2 separate regions of the Mus musculus genome follow, and region 1 is linked to region 2. The links are chromatin contacts, called in public promoter capture Hi-C maps. All regions are on one chromosome and are shown on one strand. The core of a region is the stretch at or near the end of the contact, and the rest is flanking DNA. Distances in the headings are between cores, read along the strand shown.

Evidence for each region. Promoter capture Hi-C pulls out the DNA fragments that hold promoters and counts their contacts.
Region 1: a contact with region 2 is called in a promoter capture Hi-C map of liver. The contact joins the enhancer-like site here to the promoter of Hoxc5 in region 2. A contact is called at or near these places in 13 of 39 promoter capture datasets (the C10 cell line, the HPC-7 cell line, cranial neural crest and 9 more), 3 of 15 datasets of contacts at CTCF or cohesin (the G1E-ER4 cell line, the NIH/3T3 cell line and large pre-B cells), 22 of 484 Hi-C or Micro-C datasets (the C2C12 cell line, the G1E-ER4 cell line, LSK cells and 15 more), 14 of 115 datasets of contacts at active chromatin or transcription factors (craniofacial prominence, embryonic basal ganglia, embryonic hindbrain and 7 more) and 5 of 9 other capture datasets (adipose tissue, embryonic tail, liver and 2 more).

Annotation. Positions count from the first base shown.
Region 1 is chr15:103,104,059-103,109,779 of GRCm38.p6, forward strand. Gm28876 (a long non-coding RNA gene) reads right to left here and starts at 340. Exons shown (of 3, transcript XR_875698.3): 1 at 1-340. Within about 2 kb of position 2,958, at least 3 of the 459 cell types and tissues checked have an H3K27ac peak or open chromatin away from gene starts, as enhancers often do.
Region 2 is chr15:103,011,981-103,017,610 of GRCm38.p6, forward strand. It overlaps Hoxc5 (homeobox C5), which reads left to right and starts at 2,028. Exons shown (of 2, transcript NM_175730.5): 1 at 2,028-2,555; 2 at 3,248-5,449. The coding sequence starts at 2,102. The coding sequence ends at 3,462. It overlaps Mir615 (microRNA 615), which reads left to right and starts at 2,930; the gene lies at 2,930-3,021.

The sequences.
Region 1 (5,721 bases), core at 1,708-4,207, 93 kb after region 2:
AAGGGAGTGGCATTCAAATAGGAGTGTGATCAGGGTTAGGGTTAGGGTTAGGGTTAGGGTTAGGGTTAGGGTTGGTGATGGCTCATGCCTGCAATCCTAGCACTCTGGGAAAAACCAAAACCAAAACCAAAGCTTTTCAGAGAAAAGCACAGGGTCATTGGCTTCCCCCTCCCCCTTCAATTAATCTGCTCCCTTTGCTTCTGTCTCCTCAACACCCCCACTCACCCCCAATGTGGGGCCTGTCTCTCCTTTTCTCTTTGCATTCCCCTCATGCTCTTTTTTCTCTTAGGATTGATGGAGCCACAAACAGTTTAGAACAGCTTTCCTAAGCCTATAGTGAGTCCCACCCACTGGGACATGTTAAGTAAGGGGACACCCAGGAATAGGGTCCCAATCTGAGGGGAATTGAGAAAGAACAGTGTGAAGGGTGGGTAGGTGGGTGCTGACCAGGCCTTCCTCTGGGGAAGGGTCCGTTGATGCCATCTGTACACTGTAGGATAGACTTAGAAACAAAGAAAGATAGCAAGATGTGCCAGGAAAATGCAGAACAACAAAGACAAGAGACTGGGCGGGCAGGAAAAAAATGTGTCTGCATGCCTGTAAAATCCCAAGTGCCCAGCCAGAGGAAGAGACTCTGAGAGACCAGGAAGGAAGGAAGCATATAGAAAAGAAATATTGGCAGAGGGCAGAATGGAGAGGCAGAATCTGGCTCATTTGGGTTTGGTTTGGTTTTGTGTTAAAATGAGGGATAAAACACACACACACACACACAGAGAGAGAGAGAGAGAGAGAGAGAGAGAGAGAGAGAGAGAGAGAGAGAGAGATTCATTCCCAGCCCATCTCACTGGCTTGCAGTGCTCCATCACCCAGCCAAGATGATGTTGCTGAACAAGTGTAGGCCAAAGCCTGAGGACCACAGTGCTCTGTCTTGACCCTGATGCCAAAGGGAATCATCACACTGGGCCACCCTGCTCTGGGCTCTGGGTGCTTCACCTCCGTGACCCTGCTTCTTGGTTTGATCACCTGTCAAATATGCCTTTTGCACTACAAGGTTGCTCAGCAGTTTTGACTTCCTTAATAGGTACATGGGAAAAGGAAGAGGAGGGGGCCTGTTCCACCAGGTAGGAGAGGGGAATCTTTGTTTTCTTCATTGATAAGAAGAAAAACCTTGATTTTGTTGTTTCTGGGACAAGGTCTCACTCTAAAGCCTAGGCTGGCCTGGCACTTCCTATGTAGTTCATGATGTCCTTGAACTCATAGCAGACTACTTTACCTGCTTTACCCTTTTGAGTGCTGAAATTTACAGGCATAAACCACCATATACTGCTTAAAGAAAACTTTTCTATCCTTAGCAAATTCTTTACTACACTCGTTTCCATCAGTTACCCCAAAAGACTACAAGGTTAAGGGGTTTCCCCATGCTTGGATAGGTGAGATTCATTTGAGAGGAGTTTGGTATGAAGTTTATAAACTCTGGAGGAACTAAAGAATGAATTCTGTGTAAGAAAGGGCATAGGGCCAGTCTCTGAGCCGAGCAAGTCTCTGGTGCATGGGGTAATTTACAGAACCCATACAAGGGATGAGTTGTCAAAATGACTCTAGACTCTGCTTGGAGAAGAATCAACTTGGTATTTGTTGCCTGTTGGGCCTGTACTACATTACCTATGCCTTGTCCTCAGTGCTCCTGTGGAAACTGCCCAATTAGATTCAAGGTTTGTTTTGTTTGTTTTGGTGTTGAGGCTCAAACCCAATATCTCATGCATGCTAGGCAGGTGCTGTCCCACTGAGCTATCCCCTTCTCCGTGTTGTGACTCAGGTTTCTTTGTGTGTATATAATATATGTCTATGTGTATGATTCAGGTTCATTTGTACATTTGTGTGTGTGAGAGTACTTGTGAGGTCCTGGGGTTCAATCCTCAGCACTACAAAAATAAGATAAAAGTACATCTCCTTTGTTTCCCCCAAAGTGGGATGGGATAAGTCATTGGGTCAGGTCTTCCAAGAGCAGTGTAACCCTTGATCATTGGCTGAGAAATCCCCCAACTCAACAGCTAGAGAGGTAAGCTGGTTCAGTAAAATCTTCACAGTACCCTCTTCAAAGAGGCCTCTGTCCAGCACTTCCTATAACGTTGCCCCTCTTCTTTCCTCCAATCCTCCCCCTCCCTCTCCTCTCCTCCTCCTCCCTCTCCTCCCACCCCCCCACCCCCCGCCTTTGTTTTTGTTTTTTGTTTTTTTTTCCTGGTGTTCTTTCCCCCTTTGTCTATGCTGAGCCAGGACTCTTGATTTTTGTATCCCAGCAGGCCCTGCTCTGAGACCCTGAGGCTGGCTGGCATACACTCTGCCTCTGTCTGGAGTTTATAATGAGGATGCAAATACAGGGATTCAAAGAAGAGGCCCTAAGTGAGAAGCCCGGGGATTTGCTAACCAGGGGCAGGGTACCAGTTGTGACTTTGACCTTTATAGCCTTAACTCACTGTAGACAATTCTGCATTTTCCATTTCCACTCCATCCCTGTTTCTGGGAGAGAGGTGCTGGTGTCCCCAAGGTTACTGCTCTCTGGGGATGAGGGTCAGTATCACAAATTAAAACCTTAAACTTTCTAAAAACGAAAAGCACATTTCCCTATTCTTTGTGTGTTTGGGAGGTTGTGTTTCCCACTAGCCTAGCAGACTCTGACCCCTGAACATCAGAATGTGGATTCCCCTCATTGTCTACACCAACCCCCCAAGAAAGGCTCAATCCAGGTGACTGTGGAAAGGATGAGCCCACACTCACTTCCTCATCCCTCATCTGCTTTGAAGGACTCAGGACCTCAGCAGGCTGAACAGCCATGAGGAGCGAAGCTGAGTGGCTTCCCACCTCCTTTGAGCTCCTCGCAGTTCTGTTTTGTGTGTGGTTTGTCCTCGCCCCTCCTCGGACCTGGAAAATGAATGTTTAACCCCGCTCTGCTCATCTCTCCCTGTGCCCTGTTCCTGTCAGCCTCAAAGCTGCCGGGAGGAAGGACCTGCAGCTTCCAGTCCTGCTCATAGTCAATGAAAATTCAAATTCTCTTCTCAGCAGAAGGGCAGCTGCCTTCTTCTCCGTTTTCCCTGCACACATTGATCTGTCGCGAGGGCACCTGGGGGTCAGAAGAGAGGCCAGGCTCTTTTAATTTGGTCTGGAATTAGCATATCCTATCACACCAAAGGCCAGGATTTCCACATCCAGGAGCAGGAGGTCTTCACCCAGACCTAGACCTGTTCTTAGACCCCTCAAGCCAGCAATGATATCCACATTTGTTGAGGTGGAGACCTAGGAGGGAAAATGAGCAATTTGGCCCATTTTTCAGGCCAGTAGCTGCAGCTGTCTGCTCTGTTAATATTTTCTTCAGTATTCATCACAGGCAAAGCACCGCCTTTACCTCGGAGTGCCTCGAGGATAGGAAGATCTTTGCCACCCTGAGACCTCCGTGTGTTGTGGATAGATACACAAATAAACAGATGGGGAAAAAAAAGACAAATTTGGTGTCTGTCAACTGATTTTCACGGCAGTCTTTGCATTTGTCAGGTGTCGGGCTCTCATGTCTTCTCAGATCTGTCCCTGCCACCCTAGTCGGCAGGGTGACACACAGCCCGCTGCTTTTTCCGGGACTTGGCGCTTTCATGCCCTGAAGTAAAGGGTATGGAATGGGTGGAAAAGGAATGGAGGTCCTGGTTACCTCTCAGCTTTGTAATGCAGACTGTTCCGTCACAGTGCAGGCACATGAGTGTGGGGGTGATGTCATCCGTTTCTCCAGGCTGACGAATATATCTATAAGTTTATCTTGGTATAATTGCACCTCTGAAGGTGAACACAGGGTGTGCGTGTTCAAGATGGTTGCAGAGGTGGACAAGTGGACCCAGTCCTATCTTAGGTGCCCGCCCCAAGCCCAAAGGCCTGTACAGGTCCAACTGCCAGTACGTGGAGGGTGATGTGGGTGTATGAGGCCTGAACATATCTCTGCATACGTGACCCTCTGTGTGCCAGTTTGTGTGCACTGCTGAATTATTACAAAATTACACTGACCCTTACAGAAAATCCATATCAGCCTCAACCCTTCTTCTCCGACCTCTCGACCTCTGGGGTGCCTGAGGAAAGAGCTGACCCGGTCGCAGCCACCCCTAGTCAATGAGCCTCTCTCCATTAGCATAAAACATGAATCTGCTGGCAGCTTGACAGATTATAACTAGCAGCCAGAGTTTTGCCAACTGGCTGGCTTGGGCGCTGTCTATTTATCATTGAAAATGGTAAATCATAAGAATCCAGATGACTTAATTATTCAAATCTACCCAGGGCCCAGAGAAGCTGCAGTCCTGTCAGCCTTAGCCCTGGGCTCAGGGAGGCTGGTGGGGGCTAAAACCCTGGCTTGGAACCAGAAGAGAGAGAAGCAGGTCCAGTCTTCACCCTCCGTGCGGCCCAGTGGGCAGGGCCTTCCTATGCAGCTCCTCTCCTGCCTGCCTTCCTCCCCACCTTTCCTAAAGACAGACTGTCTCTCTGGGGCTCTTCCCTTGGGCGGCCACTGCCTGCTAGCCCTTCTCAGCCCACACAGTGCTTCTCCCACCCTTTGTATTAATCTGGCAGTCTTTAGCAGGCTCAGGGCCTTCATTTTAATTTCTTCTTTTCTTTTCACTGCTGCCTTCCTCTTCCCTCCCCTTCCAGATGGACACAGACACTCTACATCCACCCATAGTCTTCCCCTTCTCGCTTGGACCTTTGTACCCTCTCCTTGGGATCCTTGGGTTCTGCACTATGTTAATCCCGTGTTCCCTCCAAATTTGCTTTTATCCAGTCCAAGGCTACAAAATATCTCTATGTCACATACCTTTTCTGTCCTGGGCTTCTATACAGCTTCAGGGACGGTAGACAGGCCAGAAGATGTAGCCTTCTCTCCATTAAAGCAGGACTGTATTCCAAGAAAGCCAACCCTTTAGTGCTGGCACCACAGCACCTCAAATCCCAGCAGAGCCTTTCAGACAAACAGAGGTGAGCCTACTGTGCTTCCGGGGCTCTGGTAGGAAAATATGCTATTTATTCTAGATTTGTTCCCCAAGGAAACCTGTGTTCTCCAGTCCTGTAGAGGGACTCTAAGTGGGGGGACAACTGTGTTCATGGCTGATGTTGGCCTCACCCTGACAGTCACTGGAGGCTTCTTTGAACAGCACCCTGGACCACAACGGGATAAAGGCTTTACTTTCTACTTTCTGCAAGATACTTGTTGGTCCCTGCCAGGCTGTATGTTTGTGTCGGTGGCACATAATTCTGTGGGCAAGCTGTGGTGAACAAACCTGCATACATGTGCATGTGTGCACGTGCAGGAACACATTGCCAGAAAAGAGCTCTGTGCTTCAACAGCAAGTGGCAATGTCCCCACCAGCAGGACGCCCGAGGGAACAGTCTTTTCTCTCTGTTTCATTTTAAGACCTTATTGCTCTCAATAAAATACTGAACTTGAATTTTCATAAAACTCTAAAAGAACTGCTTCTGCTGCTAAAAGTAAGTCCTTCCTAGAGTCTAACCTTCTCTTCCTTTCAAGATGAAGTCAAGAGATTGGGCAGGGATCTTGGGAGGGGAAGACCCCCACACCCTGGCCTCATATAGGAAAACACATATAGGATTCCAGTCACCATCATGACAACATAGCACCCCTCTCTCTTGCTCCTTCCCACATTTCCAAGACATGTTGATATTTGACAAGGGCAGTGG
Region 2 (5,630 bases), core at 778-3,277:
CTGCCCTGCAGCCAGGCGCTGAGCCTCTGTCTCCGGGTTCTCCTGACCGAGATGGGGTTCTGAGAGGCCTCTGGGACCCTCCCTACACGGAACAGCACACACCCCGGAAAAGAAAAAGAGGAAAGGGGCCGCCTGGACTTTCGCTGGGGGCGGGGAAGCTTGAGTGAGCCGGGTTGGGCTCCAAGCCCCACGCGGGCCTTTCTTCCTGCCTGTAGCAGCCAGGGATCTTCGGCTTCTGAGCCCTGAGCCCAAAATGCAAGAAAAGGAGCCTGATCCGAGCACTAGGGTCGCTCCCACCCACTGCCAGCAGAATGGGGAGAAGGAGAACTAGCAAGCATGCCTCCAGCCCGCCAGGCCGGCTGTTGTGAAACCTGGCTGAGGCTCCCTGGCAATCCAAGGACCTCAGGAGTCCGTCCGCAGAGACTGAGCGATCCAAGGACGACTGGAAAGAGAAAGACTGGAAACTGAGTTCTGGCCTGTTCTGAGACTCCTGACCCGCCAGACAAAAGTCCTTCTTCCTTACAGCCCAGCCTATCTGGTTCCTGCCTCTTCTCTCCTCAAACCTGGCGCATGAGGGGCACAGTAGGACCCTAACCCTTTTTCAGATCCAGCCTTCTTTCCCCAAGGCTCAGCATAGAAACCTGAGTGGGCCTAGGGGAAGAAGTGTGGGTGGGAGGTCTCCCGGAGGGGGAAAAATCGGTCTGAGTTTTCCAGACTCTCCAGGTCCCTGCCACCGCCCCCCTCCTCCAGATCCTCGGCCAGCGGGGGTTGGGGGGAGAGTTCTGGCAGAGACTGAGAGTTCCTCAGTTCCTGAGGAAATGTGGGCAGTAAAGAGTAGGGTCTGGGACTAAGAAAGGGGATAGGACCCAAAGGTTGAAGAAACCCTGGCCAAAGACTGTGTCTGGGTTGCCCGACTCCCTGCCTGCCCACCCACCTCCCCATGAGCCTTCTATCTTGAAACCTGGGCTAAGAGCTTACCTCTAAAAGAACAAAAGCAGACTTTTATCTCTGCCTTGCTCATAATATTTGTGGAGGTTTCAATCTTGCCCCTCTATGCTCTTGGGGGTCATCTGAAATATCTGGCATTCTCATGGTACCACATGAAGACCACACAGAGCTGTAGAAGGGCCCTCCAGTTCATTGTGTCTAGTTACATGCATAGGAATGTTGCCTCTTGCAACATGTTAGGGTTCCTAACATTGTGAAGTCTACCCAAGTTCACCTGGCCCCTCACCTCCAGTCACATCCCAGAGAGTACCTAGGACTCTCAGCCTCAGGACCTGTCTGCTGCTTCTGCTCATTCAGGAACCCTCTCTCCTCTTGGGTATCCTGCCTACCTCCCAGAGGTTAATTTTTCCAAGCATACAAGACAAGCTTCTCTTTATCAAAACTGAGTTCAATCCTCCCAAGCAAGAGACCTTGACCTTTAGTTTAGGTAACCCAAGATATGTCCTCCTGGCTCTCCACGCTGGGCTTTAGCTACCCCAACTCTCTTTCTCAGTCATCATTGAAGTTTGGAAGGCTCTGGAGGTAGGGAACTGGCACTATTCGTTTCAAAAACCACCGGTGTAATTCATAAATAAGGCCTCATCCTTTCTCAATTTTAAGCAGAATTTTAAAGACAAGCTCAATGGGTTAGTTTGTCCAACAAGCAACAACTTCTCCACAAACTGACTGCTAGAAGGCCAAGCGATGCTACAAGATGAAATTCCTCCGAGTCGGCACCAGGTGTCGCTGTGAGCTCGTTGTCCCGACTACCCCCCAATTCCAAGAACCATTTTTTTTTCCTCCCCCTTGCTTCTCTTTCTCTTTCATCCCCCCCCCCCCAACCCCCGGGCTTTGCCAACATATCAAGATGCGTTTCGCCGGCTTCCATCACTAACCTCCCGGAGGTCATCAAGCCAAATTTATGAGTGGCCGCTCCAGTCACGTGACTCTATTTAAGGCTCCCTTATTTGGGAAGAGCGCATAGGATAAAGAAAGAGATATCTCCACCTATAAATTGTGCACTTTGGAGAACAAAAACCCCCTCAACTTCAAAGAGTCACAAATCACCCTTAATCAAAAAGGGTGCAGAAATTTTTTTTGGGCCCTCCCCGCCATGAGCTCCTACGTAGCCAATTCATTCTATAAGCAGAGCCCCAATATCCCTGCCTATAACATGCAAACTTGTGGGAACTATGGATCGGCCTCAGAGGTGCAGGCATCCAGGTACTGCTACGGCGGATTGGACTTAAGCATCACTTTCCCACCGCCTGCGCCTTCCAACTCTCTCCACGGGGTAGACATGGCTGCCAACCCCCGGGCTCACCCCGACCGCCCCGCCTGCAGCGCCGCGGCCGCTCCGGGACACGCTCTGGGCAGAGACGAAGCGGCTCCTCTGAACCCTGGGATGTACAGTCAGAAGGCGGCTCGCCCGGCGCTGGAGGAGCGAGCTAAGAGCAGTGGGGAGATCAAAGAGGAGCAGGCGCAGACAGGGCAGCCTGCCGGACTGAGCCAGCCACCGGCCCCGCCACAGATTTACCCGTGGATGACCAAACTGCACATGAGCCACGGTAAACTTTAGGACTTCATTTTGCGCGCTCGGGTCCGCCTGGGTTTTATAGGCCATGCGGGGCAAATAAAGAAAAAAAACCTGCGGCCATAAATTTTACGATCCAGGCATCAATGGCTCGTAAAACTGTCCACTAAAAGGCTTAGAGGCTGTGTGCGCCCAAATTTACGACGACATAATTGGATCATAGGAACAAAACGTGTATAAAAGGCAATATTCAATTTTGGGGGGAGAGGGAGGGAGTTAAAAAAATAGAGGGATCTGAAGGGTGAGGAGCATGGGGCTCCAGAGTGGGGATCCCCCCGCGGCTCCCTCCCTCCCTCCCCTGCGGAGCCGGCTCGGCCAGTGCTCGCGGCTCCGGAGGATTCCAGCGACTCGGGAGGGGCGGGAGGGGGGTCCCCGGTGCTCGGATCTCGAGGGTGCTTATTGTTCGGTCCGAGCCTGGGTCTCCCTCTTCCCCCCATCCCCCCTCAGCCCCTCCGGCCGCAGAGTGAAGGCGGCGGTGGAAAGTTTCCTGCCCAGGCGGAGGCGCTTCTCCCGGGACCGGGCCTGCCCGCCTGCGGCCCTTCTGGCCTGTCCCACCGCGCTCACCTCTACTCCCTCCGACCACGGGTGGGGCCTGGGACTAGGGTGGGACGTTGGAGTGCTGCACGCTATTCATCCCTCCCTGGTTTGGGGGAATTTATGTTCCAGAGACGGATGGCAAGCGGTCCCGAACCAGTTACACGCGCTACCAGACCCTGGAACTCGAGAAAGAATTCCATTTTAACCGCTACCTCACTCGCCGCAGGCGCATAGAGATTGCCAACAACTTGTGTCTCAACGAGAGACAGATCAAGATCTGGTTCCAGAACCGCAGGATGAAGTGGAAGAAAGATTCCAAAATGAAGAGCAAAGAAGCTCTTTAGAGGAAGCAGGGAGCCCTCAGAGAGCACCCCGGTCTGCTGTGGTCCCTGCGCCCTTCCTTTTCGGTTTTCCTCCTTCTAGATTTTGAGGCGGAGGCTAGAGCACTGGCTCCGGGCCTCCCAGACAAAAGCGCATTTCTTTGGCATTCCGAATCCCCATCGACCCAGGGTTCCGCAGGACCGCCTGCACTGCCTGTCTTGCCTCAGCTCAGCTGAGCACCCCAGGCCCGGGGCACATTCTTGTAGGGCGGGTACTGGATAAGTCTCAGCCTGGGCTGCCTCTCTCGGCTCCGAGCCCTAGTTCAGCTAGCCTGAGTTAAGGTGAGACAGACTGACTGTAACCCCTTCTCCCCGACCTCCGCCTCACCCTCTTCTTTGTTCCTGCCTAGGCTGACCAGCCTGCTGAAGGCTGGTTGTGCCAGGCAGAGGCTATGACTAGCTAGAATCGGGGTGCTTTCAACTAACCTTTGTAACTTCTAAACTGTCTTTGCTCATTAATTATTTGCATATGAAAGAGGGAGATAAGTGAAAGTGGGCCTGTAACCCCGGAGGTTGTCCTATGCTCTCTATACCTTCCAATCCCCTTCCCAAAGCCCGGGAACTTCCCTAGCCTGGCTTGCTGCATGCACTCTCAGGTTCACAGTTCCAGCCTGCTAGCTAGCTCAACTATTGGGGTCTCTTGTCTTTGGACCCTAGCAAGTTGTTCTTTGAGGCTTTTTGCTATCCTATATATCTTGCCATGACTTTCTCACCTTCCTGCCCCATTGCAGTTGCCCAACTATTTATTGACTCCAAGCCCTTCCTGAAACTATATTTTGTCATATCAAATAAAGCCAGAAAAAGAACAGGACTAAAGATTCAATTACTTCTGTCTGTTTAGGGCATGCATTGAATTGATGTGTCTAAATAGGCTCTGAGATGTATTGGGAGGCCCAGTCTTTAAACCATCCCTTAAAAAATATTTTTAAACACCTTTAGGAGCAGCAAGAATAGGGAACAATGGAACTGAGTTCTTTTCTTGATTCATGGTTCCAAGAAGGGCCTCTGGGGTGAAGGGGAGTACACTTGAGGACTCCTGTACTGTTGTTTCCACTTGCTGTGTGTGTCTAAGTTACCCAGACTTTTCTATATCCTATTCTCAACGTTGGCTAAAACAACTTGAGACTTGAAGCTTCTAGACTGTAGTCTGTACTTTATGCCAGAGAATAGTAGCTCTGTGGCTCCACTGACTTAGATTCAGGCTCTTCTGGGTCTAGGTCATCCTTGTAGGTCCTTTCTGACATAGAAGAAAGGTTGAGTCCTCTGTCTAGATGCCAGAAGGATTCGCAGCAATAGTAGGTGCTGCTTGGTAAAGAGGTGTTGGGGAAGGAGAAATGGCCACGGTTTGAGATGTTCTTCAGCCTTCTAAGATATGGGATGGGGCAAGGGGGACTAAGGAGACAGTGAATGCAACCTGCAGTGTGTGCCTGCCTTAGAGAAAACATACAGACTGCTCCCTGTCTTCTAGGGTCTAAGCCAATGAAGGACAGTTAACTGGAATAAGAGCTGTATAGATCAGTGTGGGAGCCATGCCTGTTTGCTGTCATCTATCATATCTCTGAGATTTTGTATACAGGGGGAGGGTGCCCTATAGGAGAGGGTATGCAGCTAATTCAGGTGGGGCTGGCCTAGGCTGATGCGCTGCTTAGCTCCACTCCAGGCTCCAGGACTTGTTGAAGGAGGAAGTACTTTACAGGAGAAACAAACGCACGGAATGGGCCCATAAAACCTTACTGCATTTCCTCTCCAGCCTTCCACAATGGGGTGATTTCCTGGAGCCAAGCCTAGGCCCCCCACACTGGAGGAGTGGGGAATCTGAAACTGGGCTAAGGGCTGCTCTACACTAGGACAGAAAGGAAACAGAGTGGCTCTGGGGAGGGGCAGGGAGATTCCTTTTTATGATTATTAATGCTTATGCTCTTTGAATTTATTAAAGGTCTGACTTCACTGCATCCCACTGTCTAAGCAATTGTGTCTGTCACTTTTAGAAGACTCAAGAGCCTGTCCTCATCCCATGCTTAGCATGTAGGAGGTCTCAGCACATGTTTGTCAAGCTGCACCCCATTACCACCCTTCCCTTTGCTCTGTGCTCAGGCAAGGTTAGAACACTGCTAAAATCTCCCCTCAACTTG